Linked DNA regions of Capra hircus: region 2 is linked to region 1. Evidence: chromatin contacts called from public Hi-C data. All regions are on one chromosome and are shown on one strand. The core of a region is the stretch at or near the end of the contact, and the rest is flanking DNA. Distances in the headings are between cores, read along the strand shown.

What was found. Hi-C and Micro-C count contacts between places; a contact is called where the count stands out from the background.
Region 2: a contact with region 1 is called in a Hi-C map of blood, with 10 times the contacts expected there. The contact joins the enhancer-like site here to the promoter of THOC1 in region 1. A contact is called at or near these places in 2 of 5 Hi-C or Micro-C datasets (both in blood).

The regions. Positions count from the first base shown.
Region 1 is chr24:35,547,798-35,553,596 of ARS1.2, forward strand. It overlaps THOC1 (THO complex subunit 1), which reads right to left and starts at 2,949. Exons shown (of 21, transcript XM_018039482.1): 1 at 2,844-2,949; 2 at 350-423; 3 at 196-256. The coding sequence starts at 2,897.
Region 2 is chr24:36,004,975-36,010,677 of ARS1.2, forward strand. No RefSeq gene overlaps it. Among named protein-coding and RNA genes, the nearest start is that of TRNAC-GCA, 10 kb to the right of the region's middle. Within about 2 kb of position 2,262, at least 3 of the 5 cell types and tissues checked have an H3K27ac peak or open chromatin away from gene starts, as enhancers often do.

The DNA of each region.
Region 1 (5,799 bases), core at 1,699-4,198:
CTATCAAAACCCTTATTCATTATGTAACTCCTACGCTAACTATGACCAAGTTAGGTTTCACAGACTAAGCAGTTCACTCCAGGAAAAAATAGTCATGGTTAAATATCTATTCTAAGAATAAAAGCAAATTAAAAAACAATATTTACTAATCTTCCAGCAAAATTTTAACAATAAATAAAGGAAAAACATACTTACAATTTCTTCTTCTAGAACACCTCTAAAAGCCTGGTCAAGGGTACATTTTTTTTCATTTTCACTATTAAAAACAAAAAACACCTGCATTTTTAAAACAGCTCAGGGTAAGTATAAAGATTTCAATGAGCCCATGTCATGGATATTAATACCTTACCTTCCAGGTAACTGGCTAAAGGTATTCAACAAGGGCTTGATATTTTTGCTGTTCAGGGCCTCTCTCGTAGATTTCTAGAAGAAAAAAAAAAAAGCACATAAGTTGAAGGAATTTTTGTTCACTGAGAAACATACCACTCATTAATTGTATGTCTAACTAAAAAATGTTTATACCTGAGAAAAATTACCTGTCAGTCAGTTCAGCAGTAATTCTCATTCAAATGCTACTTTCTCATCACTTGAAGCTTGTTGAGAGCTTCCAAGCTCAGTTTTCTCATTCCAGGTTTCCCGGCTTACTTTTCCTTTAAATATGCTATTCATTCTGCTTTAAAAAATATCTCTTAAGTGGCCCCTTATTTATAGGTTTTGTTTCACAGCTTCCTCTAAAGGTCCTTAATAATGTTATCCCACTCAATCTATCCAACCTTACTTCCCAGTAACCCCAAACATATACTCTCCCCTAGGCTGTAGCCTTTTTCCCATCATTTTCTATCAAGTTCACTCTAGTGTATCCATGCACATTGTTTTTCCCACACGCTCACGCAAATTCTATCCATTCTTCAAGACTCAACAGAAGTCCCACCTCCTCTAGGTAGCTTGCACAGCACAGTCCCTGACATCAAGTAAACACTGATGTCTTAAAGTACTAAACCTGCTGACTGTCACAAAGTAGTCGTAACTGAAGAAGAAAAATACTGCCAAGTCATTCACTCTGTGAAAATTCACATACACTTGGAAAATCCTCTTGTTACCTCCCAGAAGTTACATTTATACTGGAAACGGTCCATTCCTGACTCTGTGAGTAGGCTGTGTAATCTTGGTGCGTGCAAGCTCAGTGGTGTCCGACTTTTCGTGACCCCATGGACTGTACCCCGCCAGGCTCCTCTGTCCATGGGATCCTCCTGGCAAGAATACTGGAGCAGGTTGCCATTCCCTTTTCCAGGGGATCTTCCCCACCCAGGCAATGAACCCACATCTCCTTTGCCTCCTGCACTGGCAGTTGGGAAGTTCGTAATCTAGAACATACCCCTTTGTCTCTGTGCTTCATTTTCCTCACCAGTTACATATATGGGTTGTTGTAGATCCTTATTACCACCAGCAGCAGTGGCATCACCTGAGAACTTGTTAGAAATGCAGAATCTCAGGCCCCATTCCTACGGAACCAGAATCTCATTTAACAAGATCCCCAGGTGATCCCAACCCATGCTCAATCTTAAGAAGCACCGGGCTAGATGATCTCCTATCAAATGGTCCCTTCCAGGACTGATATGACCTTGGACACACCTAACAGTTTCTCCTCGCAGAATTACAGAAAACTAGGATGAACACAGTCAAACGACTTAGAACAGGGTTCTTCATTTGCTGATGGGCAACATAAAAAGATTACTGAGTCTGAAGTCAGAGAAAACAGTGAAGCAAATAATTTAACTTTTATGTTTTCAAACTATGGTGCTGGAGAAGACTCCTGAGAGCCCCTTGGACTGCAAGGAGATTAAAGCCGTCAACCCTAAAGGAAATCAACCCTAAATATTCTTTGAAAGGACTGATGCTGAAGCTCCAAACTTTGGCCACCTGATGCGAAAAGCCGACTCACTGGAAAAGACGCTGATGCTGGGAAAGACTGAAGGCAAGAGAAGGGGGTGGCAGAGGATGAGATGGTTGGGTGGCATCACCGACTCAATGGACATGAATTTGAGCAATCTCCGGGACATGGTGAAGGACAGGGAAGACTGGCATGCTGCAGTCCATGAGGTTGCAAAGGGTCGGACACGACTTAGCGACTGAACAACAACATAAGCGGGGGCTGGGGGGCGGGCTGTCTCAGTTTCTATCTCATCTACTGTGGATAATTAAACACCCTACTTCACAGAGCTATTCTGAGTTAAATAAGCTAAGATCAAAACGCTCTGTAAAGTGTTTCCCCAAATGCTTAAATTACTGTTCCGCAAGGCGGAAGAATAAAATGACAGCTGACAACCCTTCCCAAGCTGATCAGTTTGCCTCGCCCCACTTAGGACCGTCCTTATCGATCTCTAAGAGTGAGATACAAAGGGTTAAAGGGTGATGAATGAGCGGCGAGAAGAGCCACCTGGCAGTTAGAAGGCGGGGCGGGAGCCTGTTCTCTGGACTAAAACCATTCTCGCCTTCCCTCTAGAGAAGCCCCCTGCCAGTTCTGGAAACACCCGCCTGGCTAAGCGAGCACCGCAGAGAAGCAGGAACCAAAAGGAGGTAGTCTGCGGGTGAGCCCTCCACGGAGGGCGGAGGGTTCCGGGACTCGCCAGCGGAAAGGAGGCGGCGGACCGCAGAGGACTCTTGGAAGAGGCAGGTAAAGCGCCTTTGCCGCCTCCCCAGCCCACGACAGGGCCGGGAACCCGTCGCCGCGGCGCAACGCCTCTGTCCCCGCTTTACCCCAGCGCAAAATTCAAGTAATTTCAGGGACAGGAGAGCAACAAATAGCGTTGGTCCGGGGCCGCGCCCACCGGTCCGCAACTCACCGTAAACCGCGTCCGCGCTTCGGGCAAACTGAAGAGCGGCGGCGTCGGAGACATCTTCTTGGCTGCGCGTGCCCGCCACTTCGTCGCGGCGCCCGCGGATGACGTCAGGCCGGGAGCAACGAGAGTGCCGGCTCCGTGCGCGGCTAGAGCGGCTTGTGGGCGCAGGGGCGGGTCTGGTGGCGTTTGGGAGCTTCCCTGGTGACGGAGGTCGGGAGGGTGTTGGGAGCTAGGGTTAGCCACTCAACGCCCGATCCGCGTTCGTGGTAACAACCCGTGGGGTGACTGCAGACGCGCGGCCTCGCCCTGTACACGCTGTGGGTTACAAGCCGGGACGCGCGGGCTCTTGGCGGGGGTTTTCCTGGTTTGGGAAGTCGGGTGAATGGCGGCTGGTTACGGCTCGATGGGCCGCAAGGGAAGGTAGTCGTTGTCTGAGAATCCAAGTCAGGCGGCTTATCCGGGAGCTCCGGGCTGGGGAGGTGACGGCAGTGGCCGTCAGATCAAAGTCCTTCTTCCCGCAGGAGTGGTCCCAGCTCCGGATTCGCGCATCTGCCTTGCAGGTCGCGGGCCCTGTAGCTCAGGTGGGGTTCCATCTTCTGAGAAATAAAAATAATGCTTGTATCCCTGGGCTGTTGAGGAGCGTAAATGAAGTCGTGAAAGCAAGCGTGGCTTGTGTAGCAACGTAATGTGTGGGGATTCGTTCATTTTGCTGGCAGATAGAGCGCTCTACTGTAACAAGGAAGATTGTGGAGGAACGCAGTACTCGCCGCTGATTGGATAGTCGGTGGCGCCAAGTCCCAGGGTTAAGGCACCTGTTGCAAGACCTAGTCTTCTGCCCACTTTCCTCCCTCGTCTCCATTCACTTGGCCAATGAGAAGCCAAGGGGCAGTCGTCTTTCCATTGGCATTATGCGGTGGGGGAAGAAGCACTGACCCAAACACTTGCTACCAGCTCTTACCCACCTGCACGTGTTCCTAAGTGAAAGCCTGGCGTGCTTTACCTGGTTCCCTTCGTGGATATCCAGCGAGAGTACAGGATGCTAACAAAAATATAACTTTGCATAATCTTGTACCTAAGTGGGAATTGTTAACAGTGATGGCTACCTGGAGCGTTGCAGGTTTTTTCAGAATCAATAGAATCGTTCAGGTTTGATTGTACAACGTACATTGCCAAATTGCTCAGATCAACTGGTATTAACTGATTTAAGAGCTGGTGTAATCGGATTGTTATCATATTATGGATGATTGTTCAGTTCATTCGCTCAGTCGTGTCCAACTCTTTGCGACCCTATGAATCCCAGCAGCCAGGCCTCCCTGTCCATCACCAACTCCCGGAGTTTACCCAAACTCATGTACATGGAGTCGGTGATGCCATCCAGCCATCTCATCCTCTGTTGTCGCCTTTTCCTCCTGCCTCCAATCCCTCCCAGCATCAGGGTCTTTTTCAATGAGTCAACTCTTCGCATGAGGTGGCCAAAGTATTGGAGTTTCAGCTTCAGCATCATTCCTTCCAATGAACACCCAGAACTGATCTCCTTTAGAATGGACTGGTTGGATCTCCTTGCAGTCCAAGGGACTCTCAAGAGTCTTCTCCAACACCACACTTCAAAAGCATCAATTCTTTGGTGCTCAGCTTTCTTCACAGTCCAACTCTTACATCCATACGTGACCACTGGAAAAAATATAGCCTTAACTAGACGGACCTTTGTTGGCAAAGTAATGTCTCTGCTTTTTAATATGCTGTCTAGGTTGGTCATAACTTTCCTTCCAAAGAGTAAGTATCTTTTAATTTCATGGCTGCAATCACCATCTGCAGTGATTTTGGAGCCCAAAAAAATAAAGTCTGACACTGTTTCCACTGTTTCCCCATCTATTTGCCATGAAATGATGGGACCAGATGCCATGATCTTCGTTTTCTGAATGTTGAGCTTTAAGCCAACTTTTTCACTCTCCTCTTTCACTTTCATCAAGAGGCTTTTTAGTTCCTCTTCACTTTCTGCCATAAGGGTGGTATCATCTGCATATCTGAGGTTATTGATATTTCTCCCAGCAATCTTGATTCCAGCTCGTGCTTCTTCCAGCCCAGCGTTTCTCATGATGTACTCTGCATATAAGTTAAATAAGCAGGGTGACAATATACAGCCTTGACATGCTCCTTTTCTGATTTGGAACCAGTCTTTTGTTCCATGTCCAGTTCTAACTGTTGCTTCCTGACCTGCATATAGGTTTCTCAAGAGGCAGGTCAGGTGGTCTGGTATTCCCATCTCTTTCAGAATTTTCCACAGTTTATTGTGATCCACACAGTCAAAGGCTTTGGCATAGTCAATAAAGCAGAAATAGATCTTTTTCTGGAATGCTCTTGCTTTTTCGATGATCCAGTGGATGTTGGCAATTTGATCTCTGGTTCCTCTGCCTTTTCTAAATCCAGCTTGAACATCTGGAAGTTCACAGTTCATGTATTGCTGAAGCCTGGCTTGGAGAATTTTGAGCATTACTTTACTAGCGTGTGAGATGAGTGCAATTGTGCGGTAGTTTGAGCATTCTTTGGCATTGCCTTTCTTTGGGATTGGAATGAAAACTGACCTTTTCCCAGTCTTGTGGCCACTGCTGAGTTTTCCAAATTTGCTGGCATACTGAGTGCAGCACTTTCACAGCATCATCTTTCAGGATTTGAAATAGCTCAACTGGAGTTCTATCACCTCCACTAACTTTGTGCATAGTGATGCTTCCTAAGGCCCACTTGACTTCACATTCCCGGATGTCTGGCTCTAGGTGAGTGATCACACCATCGTGATTATCTGGGTCATGACGATCTTTTTTGTACAGTTCTTCTGTGTATTCTTGCCACCTCTTCTTAATATCTTCTATTCTGTTAGGTCCATACCATTTCTGTCCTTTATCGTGCCCGTCTTTGCATGAAATGTTCCCTTGGTATCTCTAATTTTCTTGAAGAGATCTCT
Region 2 (5,703 bases), core at 1,012-3,511, 460 kb after region 1:
TATTTACATACTTTTTTCCTGGTATTTTTGTAATTTTCTTTTGCATTAAAAAGGTTCGTCCATTTGCCCGCTGTACAGCACAGGGAACTCTGCTCAGCCTTATGTGGCAGCCTGGATGGAGGGGAGTTTGGGGGAGAATGGCTGAGCCCCTTCGCTGTTCACTTGAAATCATCAGAACATTGTTAACGGGATAACCTCAATACAAAACAAAAAGTCCAAAAAATTTAGACCATTTGAATATGTTTGATGTTGTAGGACAGGAAGTAGCAATTTTCTTTTTCTTTTCTCCCCGCAGTGGATAGTGAGTTGCGCCATTATTCTCTACTTTCCACTGGGATTCCATTTATCTCTTTTTCTTGCCTGGTTGTTCTGATTAGAACTTTTGTACTATGCTGAATAGGAGTTGTGAGAGTGGGCACTTTTGTCTCATTCCTGATTTTATAGGAAAAGCTTTCCCACTTTCACCAGTGAGTGTGATGTTAGCAATGAGTTTTTTAGATATAGTCTATGTTATGTGAGCTATGTCTCTTCCACATTCGGTTTCTTAAGAGCTTTGATCATGAAAGGGTGTTGAGTTTTGTCAAATGCTTTTTCTGCATCTATGGAGAGGATCATATAATTTGTATGCTTCATTCTATTAATGAGATGTATCATGTTCCGTAGCTACTTAAGTAAGTTTCCCAAGTTCTTAACACTTCAGTTTTTCCATTGTAAATTGAAGGGAGTTTATTAGAGCAAAGCTTTTCATACTGTGGTTTGCAATTCCTTGGTGAGTGGGAAAATCAGTTTAGTGGATGGCAAGCAGCATCCTTTAAAAAATGAAACAAATATATGAGCATATTTGTTGCTGTTGCTTAGTCACCAAGTTGTGTCCGACTCTGCAATCCCAAGGACTGTAGCCTGCTGGGCTCCTCTGTCCATGGAATTTTCCATGCAAATGGAGACATAGCAAATAGATTTTTTTTCTTTTAGGATTTTTTTAAAAATGTGGATCATTTTTAAAGTCTTTATTGAATTTGTTACAATATTGCTTCTGTTTTCTGTTTTGGTTTTTTGGCCATGAGGCATGTGGGATCTTAGTTCCCTGACCAGGGTTCGAACCCATGCCCTCTGAATTGGAAGCAGGGTGTCTTACCCACAAGATAGGTGGAAAAAATTTTTTTAATTCTTTTTTTTTTTTTTTGTAAGGAGCATGGTATGCAATGGAGATAACAGTTTTTGTAATTTGGTATAAGGATCATATCCTTAACACCAACTTAAGACTCAAGTCATTTTTTGTTGAAATGATAATTTTGACAAGATGATAAAATAATTAGAATGACGCCACGTCTGCAGCTCTGGTGGTATAGTTATCTGGTATCACTGCGTGCTTTTCTCCTGCTACTTCATCCCTCAAGTTGGTTTCCCAAAGCCCCAGCACAAATGGCTGCCTGGTCGTTTCCAGTGTGAGGACCGTGTCTTACACTTTTGTATGTCCTCTAAAGTATCTAGAGCCATGCCATGCATGCAGACGGTGCTAAATATGTGCTTGAGCAACGAATATATACATGAAGCTGGTTTGGAAGAGACCTAGGAATACTTTCTTTGTTAGAAGTGGAAAAGGATGCCTCAGCACTGGGATGTCAAGAACGACAGTCCCGTGCGGCAGTGCTGAGAAGCAGCAGACAGCAGGGCAAAAATGCAGTAAAGTCCCCTACCTACAGACCAGTTCTGTTCTGAGATCGTGTTCATTTCAGTCTAACAGAATGAGCCCAGGTACTCAGCCAACACGACCAACTATGTAGTACTGCCCTGTAATAGGTTTATAATACTTGTCACACAAATAATATTTTTTTAAAAAACAAACACACAAAATAAAGAGAATACTTGGAATTTTACAGTACAGTACCTTGTTGTACTATACTACAGCTGGCATACAGAGGTTGGCATCGAGTGAACAGGCAAGAAGACACACTGCCTGGAGGAGGGAGAGGAGGAGGGAGATGGTAGAGCTGAAGGATCATCAGCAATAGGAGACGACGGAGGGCGAGCTGCAATGTCACTCCCGTCTGAAGCTGATGGAACCCTCGCTCGCATCTTTGAAGGTTCGAAACTTGAAGGCTCGTGTGTAGGAGGCTTACTGTATGTAGAGGCGACCCAAAGGCCGCCCAAGGAAATGAAGGCAAACTGGGACCCGGAGACTAAGGGCAAGTTAGGGAAGGGGTGATGTCATCAGAACAACAGTAAGGGAAGACAGTTTTGGCAGCAGACTTTGAAGAAGAAAAAAAAAAAAGGAGAGAGAGGGGAAAAAGGAAACGGGAAAAGGAAGTCTGCTCAGCACGCAGGATGACATTGGGGTGGGAGGGGAGCTTCCTGTCACAGCTTGATGTTTGCAGCATCTGGTCACCTCTCATAACAAGGAGACTTTAGAAACCTGAGCTTTCTCAAGCCGCCGGTTTACAATACGTCCGGATTCCATGGCCTAACAGTGCTGGCAGACGGGCACATCCGAAGGCAGAAACAAAACACAGATGGAAGACAAATGTGTCTCTTACACTGAGGCCATTCCCATTAGTTTTTCCTATTTGGAAAAGTATATAGGCTTCCCGTGGTTTTGGAATTTACTAGTTTTGTGTTGAAGTGTTCCAAGTTTTCTTTTAATAAAGTGAGTTGCAGATCGTGACATGTGGCTAAGAGACCGGCAAAGAAAACAGTTGTTTCCAAAGCTAGTGATTTTTTCCACGACCTATTTTTCTGTTGCATTAATTTTTGCAAGATCCCGCACCTTACTACATTTACAGTATGGGTCCAAGTTTTCCTCAACGGCATTGTGCCCTCTAGTGTTTGTTAGTATATCATGACGGTTATGTTGGAGTTTTAAAAAGTGGTCAAAGGTGCACCGACTTGAAGAGTAGGAAAGATAATAAGGATTTCCACCTTATCATCTCTATCAGTCAGTAGAAGTGTGGCTATGTTATGGTAACAAATCTCAGTGGCTGAAAAAAACAAGTTTTTTCTTTTTCTTTTTTTTTCTAGCAGAAGGTATCAGGCAGGCTGCTCACACCTGTCTACATGCAGCATCTTGGGATCCGGGTTTCCCGCGTATTGTGAACTCTGTCACGTGGGGACTCGGCAGGACAGGGAAACACACGGAGAAGGCCTGCTGGCTCTCACCTGCTCTACCTTGGAAAGAAAACGTGTCACCCTGCTACTTTCCACTGGCAGGAAAGTGTCCCCAGCCCAATAACCAGGCAGCCTGGAGAGACACAGGGGAGACCTGGGGGGCACCAGCGGCCCCTGCTAAATCTTCTATGGGAACGCTTGGGAATGAACGCATGAGAAATTCCAGCTGTATTACTTTGGGAAATATTTTTGAAGTTTTCCAGCAGGAGATTATTCAATCAAAAAGAGAATAACAATAGCAGTTTTAATGTTCATAATTCTTTATCTTTCAATATGACACTCAAAATTAAATATCCCTTCTGTGCAAGAGCAGAAGTGTAGGGATAGACTTTTTTTTTTAAGATTTTTGATGTGGACCATTTAAAAAATCTTTATTGAATTTGTTACATTATTGCTTCTGTTTTTTGTTTATTTTTAATGTTTTGGTTTTTTGGCTAGGAGGCATGTGGGATACTAGCTGCCTGATCAGGAATTGAACCCAGACCCCCTGCATTAGAAGGTGATGTCTTAACCACTGGACTATCAGGGAAGTCCAAGGGACAGACTTTTAAGTTACAGTCTCTGTTCTGGTTGACTTTTGTGTGAAATAAAATGTCTCTTCCTTCCCTATTCTTTGTGACAACTACCCTACTCCTACAGCCTCCCTTCCTTAGATGTTTAAGTTGTGATTTTATTTTTAACGACTTCTTTCCAACTTTGATTTGGAAAGCTGTTACTCAAGCTGTTCTTTTTACTGATATCCCATCTTGGAGACATATATTGCATTTATCTGAGGAAGTTTGCTAATTTTATCTATTATTAGGGAAATATATTTAAGGAAACCTTATAGTTATTTACTAAGTATTGAGCTTGATGGCTCTTTTGATTTTTTTAATTGTAAAATATATATAACATTAAAATCTACCATTTTAACCATTTTTGTCTTTTATTTATTTTAAAAAAGTTTGGGCCACACCCTGCGGCATGTGGGACTTCAGTTCATCCGAGCAGGGATCAAACAAACCCTCACCCCTTGTACTGGAAAGCCATCTAAACCACTGGCCCACCAGGGAAGTCCCTAAACACTCTTTTCTGCTCTGTAGGACTGCTGTGAAGGTTAGGATGAGTGAGTACATGTAATACTCTTAGGACTGCACCTGGAGGGCTTAAGTGTGCTTTGTGCTAGGTAGCCAAGGGTTGGTGGCTGGGTCTCCTCTGAGGGATTAGAAGAAACATCCAGAGATGAGAGGTTGTTTTGGTTTGAAAACCACTGGGATGAATTTGGGATTGACAGCGTGGAGACATGGACTTTGATCCTGCCTTCACCAGAGTAGCAGTGTGGTTGGCGTCACGTCCCTTACCTTCTCTGGATAGCAGTTTTCTCCTTGCTGAAATGGGCGGGGGGCGCTCTGACACCCCCACGTTCGAGTTCGCGGAGGCTGGGATTCAGCAGTACCCCTGCGCAGCGCCTTTCGAGGTCCGCGGGCGCCACCCTGTGGTAGAAATGGATAAAGCCATCAACAAGCTCGGCGAGACTGAACACGCAGGGACCCAGTTTTCTAGATGGATTTTTATCTACATACAGAAAAATTTCTCCAGGGACAGGGGGCCTTAGCCGGGGTGGGAGTGCCCTCTTATTAGAATAAATGGAGCATGATCTGGACATGGCACGGTAGGCAGAATCTCATTATGGCAACGGGTATAACTCATCAAACACCTGAATAATTTACAGCGTGCTCAGCCCGTTCCAGAGAGTAGGGACCAATAACACTTGGAATCTGTTTAATTCAATGCGTTTTTTTCTGTGTTGAAACTGTGACCTTGAAAATGACTCTATCTTCAGAGTCAGGCCTAGCTCATGAGTTTCTGGGTATACTTGTTAAATCTGCTCTGTATACTGTTTATGTCCTGGTATTTGTTGAACTGAAAGTCAAGGTCACTCTGCCATGAGACCCAACAGCCTCTTCTGGAAAGGATCTCTAAAGGATTTTTAAATGTCTGATTAGTAACATTGGAGAGCCGGGTGTATGATTCAGAAAGGTTGTTGGGACAAACGCTTCAGGGAATGACCTTGGCTTCTGAATTTCCTTCCATGGGCAGAGAGGGTGTTTGCAACAGAGGCTGTCAGGAAACAAGTATAATAAAAAGATAATAGACCAGAAGTTAGAGGGAGTTGTTCTGTCATTTCACCAATGTTTGAACTCTGGAGGAACAAGATCCATGCCTCTGCTTTGGGACTGCATATACCCTCTCCCTAGGTTTAAGCCTACTTTTTTTTCCCTCCCAGCAAAACTTCAGACTGAAATTTTACCTTCCGAAGAGCTAGCTTCAAAAATTGCTCAGAAAATCTCCTGTACCTTTATATTTAAGGTCATTTCATTCCTCCTATGAAGAAATCTGTGGATTACAAACTATATCATCCTGGGAATTCCGTGGTGGCTTAGTGGTTAGGATTTTGGGTTTTCACCTCAGTGGCTGGGGTACAATCCCTGGTCAGAGAACTGAGATCCTGCTAGCAATGCTGTGTAGCCAAAAAAAAAAAAAAACAAAACACCCCAGAAC